Linked DNA regions of Mus musculus: region 2 is linked to region 1. A link is a contact called in public Hi-C data. All regions are on one chromosome and are shown on one strand. The core of a region is the stretch at or near the end of the contact, and the rest is flanking DNA. Distances in the headings are between cores, read along the strand shown. Region 1 has its middle 22 kb from the start of Gm41600. Region 2 has its middle 140 kb from the start of Gm27217.

Evidence for each region. A called contact is a pair of places that touch in the nucleus more often than the background predicts.
Region 2: a Hi-C map of double positive thymocytes shows a contact between it and region 1, with 8 times the contacts expected there. The contact joins two enhancer-like sites. A contact is called at or near these places in 1 of 15 datasets of contacts at CTCF or cohesin (thymocytes), 4 of 484 Hi-C or Micro-C datasets (the P5424 cell line, double positive thymocytes and embryonic stem cells) and 3 of 115 datasets of contacts at active chromatin or transcription factors (T-cell acute lymphoblastic leukemia, double positive thymocytes and regulatory T cell precursor).

The regions. Positions count from the first base shown.
Region 1 is chr17:52,279,805-52,284,430 of GRCm38.p6, reverse strand. No RefSeq gene overlaps it. Among named protein-coding and RNA genes, the nearest start is that of Gm41600, 22 kb to the left of the region's middle. Within about 2 kb of position 2,315, at least 9 of the 459 cell types and tissues checked have an H3K27ac peak or open chromatin away from gene starts, as enhancers often do. A contact at or near this core is called in the P5424 cell line, T-cell acute lymphoblastic leukemia and double positive thymocytes, where this site is marked.
Region 2 is chr17:52,460,009-52,464,634 of GRCm38.p6, reverse strand. No RefSeq gene overlaps it. Among named protein-coding and RNA genes, the nearest start is that of Gm27217, 140 kb to the left of the region's middle. Within about 2 kb of position 2,219, at least 29 of the 459 cell types and tissues checked have an H3K27ac peak or open chromatin away from gene starts, as enhancers often do. A contact at or near this core is called in the P5424 cell line, T-cell acute lymphoblastic leukemia and double positive thymocytes, where this site is marked.

The sequences.
Region 1 (4,626 bases), core at 1,066-3,565:
CATGTATATACATATACGGACAAACATGAGTTTTACTAAGTGATACAAAGATAGGGAAACAACTCAAATCCACCTAGAGAGTAAGAGAACCAGACTTTTGAGCTACATATGGTAGCAGATGCTGTAATACTAACATTCCAGAGACTGAGGGAAGAGGGTTACAAGTTCAAGATGAAGGGAAGAAAGAAAAGAAAGGAGAGAAGGGAAAGAAGGAAGGAAGGACCTGGGCAGTGGTGGTGCATGCCTTTAATCTCAGCACTTGGGAGGCAGAGGCAGGTGGATTTCTGAGTTCAAGGCCATCCTGGTCTAAAAAGTGAGTTCCAGGACAGTCAGAGCTATACAGAGAAACCCTGTCTCAAAAAAAAAAAGAAAAAGAAAGAGAGAGAGAGAAGGAAGGAAGGAAGGAAGGAAGGAAGGAAGGAAGGAAGGAAGGAAGGAAGGAAGGAAGGAAGGAAGGAAACAGATCTCAGAAAAAAAATGACAATCCGAATGTCTGAAGGGAAAAAAGGAAGACAATATTCCATAGAGATGCCACCCCTGTAACAAAGAAGCCATACACTAGGTGGGAGAGTCCGGGACAACAAAGGAGGAAAATGAAAAGAAGCAATGAAGGAAGAAAGAGACATGAGAAAAAGAAAATGATGAACAAAAATGCTGTGGAAAGCTTACTCTTTTCTATGGGGTTTACATTAAAAAAACCAGTCAACACCAATTCGTCATATTAACAAAATAAAAAATGAAACCATTTGATCAGATCATCTCAACAGAAGCAGGAAAACCACTTAACCAACTCCAATACCCACTCAGGATAAAAATTCTCAGAAAAAAAACATTAAATAAATCTTATTCAGACACTCAGCTTCTTGGGTGGTATTAGCAAAATGGTCATGAAGATCTTGGAAATTTAACCAGTGACAGGGGTGGAAAGAAATAGAAAAAATCACCAAATCTCTATGCACTATCCTTCAGTGGTACAGACAGTTGGAGCAAGGCCTTGGGTGAAAACACATCACCACCTACCACGGAAGGCCAGTGGATTCATTTAGTTCTGAAAGGCATGGTCTGATGAGCACAAACAGTACTTAAAAATCACTGAGCATCCTAATTAAGAGCCTACTTCATTTTTATAAAATGTCCTATAAGCCCCAGAGCTCTGTCCATCTTCTACTTCTGGCTACTAACATTATTTTAAAGATTTATTTTCCATTATGAGTCGTGTTTTATGTCAGAGTGTGCACATGTGCATACAGGTACCAAGAGGCTAGAAGGAAGTGTCGCATCCCTTGGAGTTGGGCTTATAGACAGTCCAGCATTGAGTCTTGGGCACTTCTGGGCCATCACTGCAGACTCACCCATCATATTTTTATTTCTCTTGTTTTTCTATTCATATTGTGATTTCTTTTATTTGGTTATAAACTCTTTGGAAAAAATAACTGTGAACTCATCATCTTTGTCTTCCCTTGGAGCTTGAATGCAGAGATTCTCGTGGCTTCTCAGCATTGACTTGTTGAATAAGTCAATAAGTTAAATAAATGGACTGAGATGCCATTCTAAAGTGCAGAGTATGAGCCAGACAAAAGAAGGTTTGTATTCTTGGCCGGGCTCAGTCTTTAATTTCATGCCTGCAGAAGTCTCCACCTCCTTCGCTTTTAGTGTCCTTTCCTCTTAAATGAAGGAATTGGAATTCATTACAGAGTCTTGTGATTTCTCCCAGCTGTGCATTTGTAGCTCGTTATGAATTTTTGAAGACTAACTTGGAAGTGACTTGTCTCTTGCATACATGAACAATGCCATGGCTATCACAGCCTGAAGTTCTTTTCAACATCATGATACGGATGTACAAGAAGCTACCTCTGGGTCTCCAGTAGAAACTGTGGCAGTGACAGAGACAGGTGTTTAAAGTAGGGCATCTTATAGGGCTTCCCACATCTTGTGGTAATGCTGAAGAACAGAAGAACAAAGAAATTTGGGTAAGATAAGAGTGTTGCAGGTGTGCCTGCAGTTAAAGGGTGCAGGGCTGTGAAACTCACCGAGTTTAGAGGGAATGAAACAGAGCTGCAACTCCCCCACCCATACACTTTTTAGAGACGGGATTTACATGGGAACTGTTTCCAGTGTGGGACCAGCCTAATGATTTTATCTCATTCTCTATCTGACTTCCCTCCAGTGAATCTTGTAAAGGAACCAGCTACCTGATCCTTTAATCCAGCTAACATTTTATAAAAGAAGATTCAAATTAGTTTTGCTTATTCCAGATGCTTTATATGCAAATGAGCCTCAGAGTTGGTGCCTGAGTCTAAGCAGACACCATGATGTGATGGAGGAAATACTCCCACCTGACAGCCTTCCCCAAACAATGGTATCATTCTTCTTCTCCATGCTGCTGGTGGCTCCCTCCTCCCAAGAGAAGGCTTTGAGAATGCTCAGGTATCCACTGTGCAGCTCTTCGATTCCCTAGGATGAACTCCAGATTCCTTGTCTGTGTAATTGTCTTCCACTTTCCCCAAACAACATGTGGATCACTACCCGTGCCTTCTATAAAAAGCATTACCTATGCAGTATTAATCAGAGTTTGCAAGTCAAATATTAAGATCATTCCTTGGGGTAATTCGATGGTACAACACTGCCATTTGATTTTCCCCTTTGCAACTCTAACTAGACAAGAGAGACTGAAAATGTTGAGCTAGAAATTATTTATTTAAAGCCACAAGCCAACACACGTAGACTCTGGCTAAAGATTGCTTAATCTCCTCCTAACAAAAGTGGCATCTTAATGCAGAACAGTGTGACACTCCATCCTTGCCTGTAGGCCAGGGCTTCCATTTCCCCATGCAGCCTGGCATTTGCCCTCCAGCATTCCCACGTTACTCCACTCCAAATGGAAGTGCTCTTAATTTCAAATGATTTATTGGGGACAAGTGGGAGGCTAGTCCAATCTAAGTCTGTATTTGACTTTCCACGTCTCTGGGGCAGATTACAAGAAGGTATCTTACACTGTAAAGTGGGGAGGGGTAAAAGAGAAGAGTTAAGTCCAAGGACAGCAACTAAATTGCCAACTGTCAGGGGAACTCCCATGGGGTAATTTCTTACAGATTGGTTCAGTTGGACTATTCAGAATAGAGTACTAACCAGGTGAAACAGCATGGTAGCACTGGCCACTATTTCTTGACACTCCTACTCCCACAGCAATGGCTTGTGTTGCTACCCTTTCTGCATGCTAAAGATATTATCACTTTCTGTATCTCTAGCATTTGTCTATGATCTACTCATATGGAAAGCTCTGAATTTATTATCCTGATCCTTCTGCAGAATGCCAATCAAATAATAGATACTCCAGAAAAATGCTAAGTCAATGAAAGTATGTGGGGTTAGTCCCTACTGTATCTGAGCTAAAGCAGATATGGCTTAAGGAAGAAGGTGTTATATTTAAATAGTGGAATCTGAACTGAGTGAGCATACTGCTTGAGATCTCACCAGCCTTGTGTAGAATATCGGCTGGAAGCTGAAGCATTGCACATCCCCACAGAACATTCTGCAATAGCAGAAATGTTCTCTATCTGAGTTGTTTAATATGCATAGCCACTCATCAGTTCAGCCACTGGACATGTGACTTTCAATGCTACTTAGTTTTGATAAATTAGTTTACATAGTTGCATGGGACTTAGTTGCTTATAAGACAGCATAGGTTTGGAGATATCCCCAGAAATTACTCTTTGATATTTTTCAGAGGGAAAAGTATATTGCTCACATGTGTGCGTGTACTTGCTATGTTACAAGGGGTTGCTGACCAACTTAGGGTATGCAGAGTGTGGTTATTATGAGGGTATCTTTCAAGAAAGACGGACTTCTTTTAGAGTTTTTGGCTTTGCACTCACTAGCTATAAGACCTTGAATACCTCGATGTTACTATTGGCAAGCAGAGTTCACCATGCTGCCAAGTGTATCAGATTAAAAAACCTTAATTTTCTGGGAAAGATAGAATAGTGTCAACATCATTCTAAAAATGAGTTGTTGATGTGTGGTATCCTACTAAAAAAATCTGTATGATTTTAGGCACCACACACTTACATTTACATGCAGGCACACATACATATACAACTCATGCCCAAGTATTCACACATGCATGTGCCCCCCACACACACAAGTGAACACACATATATATCACACCTACTATGTACTGCAGTTATGATTCTTCCTCCTTTATTAAAAAAAAAAAGTATGTCACTTGTCCTAACTACAAGCCTTTGACCTAATGACTCTGACAAGAGAGCTGCAACATCATTTCGTCAAAGGAGCTAGTCAGACAATATATTCTGGCCACAGTTTCCCCTCCCCCAACGTCTCTCAGATCCTTCCAATTTCCCCACCCATCCAACTCAATGCCCTTCCTTTCTCTCACTCTTTAAAAAAGCAGAAAGTAAAATAAAAACCAAACTAGAATAGTAAAAATGGAAAAAACAACACACAAGAAACACACACAACAAAAGATATAGAAACACAAAACTGGAAGCCATAACATTTAAAAAAAAAAAAAAGATTAGTGAGACTTGTCCAAATCAAAAAATATGAGACAAAAAAAAACCAAAACAAACAATCAAACAAAAACAACAACAACAACAAAAACCC
Region 2 (4,626 bases), core at 970-3,469, 180 kb before region 1:
TTCTGTTAGATTTGGGTTTGTTTGGTCAATTGACATTTGTGGAGTGCTGCTTAAAAGCAAGTGGTAAGAATTCTTGACCCCATGGGAGTTACAACCTGGAGACAGGGAACATGATAAAAAAGCAATCAAATTTAAAATACGGCAGATGAAAATCAAACAATGCCTAATGAGAGCTAATGACAGCACTGTTCATGCATGTATGGGAAATCAAGGAAGTCTCTTAGAAGAGGTGAATGTGACCAGCTCCTGAAGGACAGACAGGCCACTCTGAGCTCCAGTGGACTTGTGCTCAGAAACATATGCTCAGTTGCTCCAATCACATCAAGGCACGACACAAGGGAGGTGAACCTGCCATTTTCCAAAAGCTTAGAAGGCAATAAAAAAAGACTTCTTTTTTACTCTCCGTGAGATTTTGTTCCATGTTTTTCTGTTGTTAAAAATATCCTTTATTAAATCATTGGCTAAACAATCAGTTTCTGAACTGTCTCTAAACTCCATGTGACAAAATAAGAGCTAGAAACTATCTATTCATCTAAGCCCTGAATATTTCACTTAAAATTTGAATGAATTGTTACATCTAAAACTTAGGTCCCTTCAGTTTACACTTTTCCTCTTTCCTTATTTGTTTTTGCTAACTTCCAAGGGCTTCTGTGATCCTTTAAGAGAAAGAAAATGAAGAGCCAGATGGATTTTTGTTGGTTATTATTCTTGTGCAAATGAATTAGATTGCTAATCTCTTGGGGGGGGGGGAGTCAGGGAGAGAGACAGAGACAGAGGGATAGCGACTGAGACTTAGGTAGAGGCAGAGACAGATAAGAAGGGCAAAGTAGAGAGAGACACTGGGTTTGAGGATGGGTTTCCTGCAGAAGTCAGATGATACTAATTAATTTTTTTTAAATGTCCACAAGCTGCTGAGAAGCATGTGCTACGGGGAAACTGCTATAGCCATGCGCCATTCAAACCTGGGTTGTTCTATTGAACAAACAGGCAGAACAAAAGGGAAAGGAATCAGGGGATTGGGCATGGACTCTTTGGGGAGCTTTCGGCCAGGCACCTATTACCTGACAAAGAAACCACATGGAGGACACCTCCCAAGAAACAGTGAAGAAAAGGGAGGGGGAGCTGCTGAAAGCAATGACAGGAAGCCTTAGTTGTTTTGAAGTCCGCTACTTGGAGAAAAGCAAGCCATTCTTTTTAATATTGAAGTTTGGGCTAACTTAAACTGAAGTAGCCCTATTCTCTACTGACCTAGCTGTGCTTCTGACATGACTCATATTGCAAGTGAATGTGAGAGCATCAGAAAGCTTTGTTTGCCCTCAAGAGAAAAAGTAGTATATGAGCAATTACACCTGCATTTGTCTGCGAAATGGGTCAGTAGGTCAGTGTGTCTGCTGCTAAGACTGAGGGTCTGGATTCTGTCCCCGGGATGCATAGAGCAGAGGGAGAAGAATTGACTCCTAAAGCGGTCCTCTGACTTTAACATACATATCCTGGCACAGATGTGCATGCGCATGTTTTACATACGTTACATGTTCATAGGTACAATTAAAAAATAATAATTACTAAAGCTCTGTAGTCTTGATTCCTGGCAACTGACAATGTTGTCCAGGATTGGCAAGACTGCTTCCATTTCTACCCTGAATATTGTTTACCATGTAAAACTTCCAAACAAACTGTGAGGTAAATAAGAATTGTGGCCTGGAAATGCCTTGACAAATACAAAAGCTTTCATTCCTTAAATGGGATCCCTAGAACAGCATTGAGAGAGAATGTTTCTATACCTAGAATTGTATTACACACACACACACACACACACACACACACACACACACTCACACACACACACACACACACACACACACACACACACACATTGCATTCATCTTGTTGCACGGACAGCTACAATTTTTCCTTGATATTTAAAGTCTCATGTATGCAAGAGCAGATTCCTGTCAATGTCGCAGTAGCTTACTTCTCCATTGAATATGATCTTAAAGAGGGGAAAGTCTGTTTAAAGGGGCATCTTCTGGCAGTCGCCACTCTAAGCATGGTTCAACACCGTGAGGACCTGTGCGGGGGCTTTGACAGATGCTACATTAGACCAAGTGTTGTCCCATCAGGAAGTCAGATCGAATAAGTCTATTTGAGAATGGATGAAAGGGGCATGGGAGGCCCATCTGCGAGTAACTGGTCGTGTTGTAGGCTCTTACCCTCAAAGATGAAAATGCCTAAACGAATGAGCACAGTCTAGACTTAATTCTACACCAGAAATGCTCCCTCAGGAGATTATGAATGCTTTGACTTATGGAGTCTAAATACACTTCTGAACCCTATAATGAGAGCCAGACAGCCTTTCCCCCAAATACTCATTAACAACTTCAATTTTTTTTCCCTAAAATACGGACACTACGCTGTTCCAAAGGAAGATTTTTCTCTGCATAAGAGCAATGATGAGCACAGAACAGCTGGGTTCCGCTGTCTCCTCAATCTACAAAGCTTACACCATGCTAAAAATAGGACCAGTGACTGGAACCTGAAGGAAGGGTCTCCAAACCAGGTGCCAGTAGGTATACAGCAGGTTGCACAAAAGTCTAAGCATCAGGAGAGACTTTTCACCGCTCTCGATTTCCTGAACAGCAGTCCTGAAGCCTGGCCACAAGAGGGAACCATTGTTCAAATGTTGGAATCATTTTTTTTTCTTCCCCCTCCCCTCCCCGAGGAACTCAGCCAGCTCAAATCCCTCTTTAATGTAAGAACCTGATCAAAAGGCTTGAACAAAAAAGTAGAGACAGATGTGATCACGGACACAGTTCTATTTTGGATGGCTGAATGATCAGCTTTTAAATACCTGAGTAACCAAAGGTCTGTCATCCAGTAACAGAAACCAGAGAGGCAAGGCCTTGTACTGACAATAGAACGTCGGGCCTTTATTTTATTTCTTTCATTGGTTCTACTTTGTCTGAGCTGAGGAAAACTTTTAAAACCAAACAGCAAATATTAGAATGTAAGGAAACAAACAGAAATGCAGACTTTTAAGCTCAAGATTGTCTCCCGTCTGTAGCAAGTGATAATGCTGATCAGAAACGGGAGAAGGGCGCATGTGTCCTAAGGAGTTCTTGCTTGCAGCCCCGTGAAACAGCGCGACTGGCAAAATGCAGACTAATACGATAGAAGGCATACAGGATGGCTTCCTGGAGGTCGTGTGCCACCAGGCTGGCACAAATCCAGTTTCCCAACCAGAAGAAGGGCAGAATAAACTGGAACGTGCTTGATGCCAGTCGGGCTTTCATAGGAAAACAGATGACGGCTAAGATTATTAATCTTGACAGTTTCCTGATTTATTGGGATGTTGTCATCTTCTCCTTTTGTATAATTTGCCAAATGATCATAGTATTAGACTTAAGGAGGCAGCACCCAGGGCCCCCTTCTTTGGCATTTGCTTCAACAGTAAAACATGAAGGCTTGTTTTGAGGCAAAGGTGGACAAATTGAATTTTCACAGATGTATTATCATTTGAGAAATACCAAGTCATGTTTTATTGTGACTTTTGATGTAAAGATAGCTTTATATGTATTAATTATAGAAAACTGCTCCATTTATTTAATAAATATCAGGCCAAAGGTAAGAAATTTAAAATCGAGGTCTCTAGCAATCAAAAGCAAATGTTACTGCTTAGACTAGGATACTGATAAACAAAGAAAATAATCAGAAAATAGCAGCTAGGTTTAAAAGCCATTCCTCTGCACAGTGATTTCCCAACAAAACAACAACCTGCATGGGAATTCTTTCTTTGAATTGCTCATGTAAAATCACAGAAATAATTTTGAGCTACTTCACCATAGATTCAAAATAAGGAATCATTTGACACATTTTATAAGTGGTTGCCTTCACCAAAGTATTTTTTTATATTCTATTTTTTGTAATCCCTTGCATTTAAAATAGCAACAACAGAAATTAATCTTCAGTTTTTAAAAAGGAATTACAATTAAAGATATTTCCAACTAAAAAGAGACGTTATCCCCAAAACAGGTTTAGCAAACTATAAAATCTCTAAACTTAAAATGCTATAATTGAACCCCCTCCTCTTTTATTAAGAAAAGCCATGTCTGCACCTATGCTTTGAGACATATTATGCAATAAACAGCAATCAGCCTAAAGATGCCATATCAAACAAACCAAGTTTTGTTTTGCTAAACTAAGCAAAATTAGTTGAATGCCCTAAGTAATAGTTGCTGGTATTTTTTTTTCTAAATTATTTCTCCACTTGTTTTTGTGTCTATGCATAAATTAAAAATCTGCTGAAATTTATTATTCATCGGAGATGTAATTAATATGCAAAATTATGCAAATTAAGATGCAATTAGGCTTCAATTCTCTAGTGGAATTTTCCATTATAATTTAATACAAAGTAATAGAGTAATTGGTGTCACGTGTAATTACGGTTACTCACGTGTACTTGCAGACGTGCAAATGATGTGGTATATGTTAGTTACCCTATGCAAATGGATCACACAATCTCTTAATACTTGGGAATGAAGTAAACAAAGATGGTCTTCAAAAAAAAAAAGGGTGAGAGGGACCCCTCTTTATTCTCATGTGCTTACATGAGAACTGTGTGAAAATTGT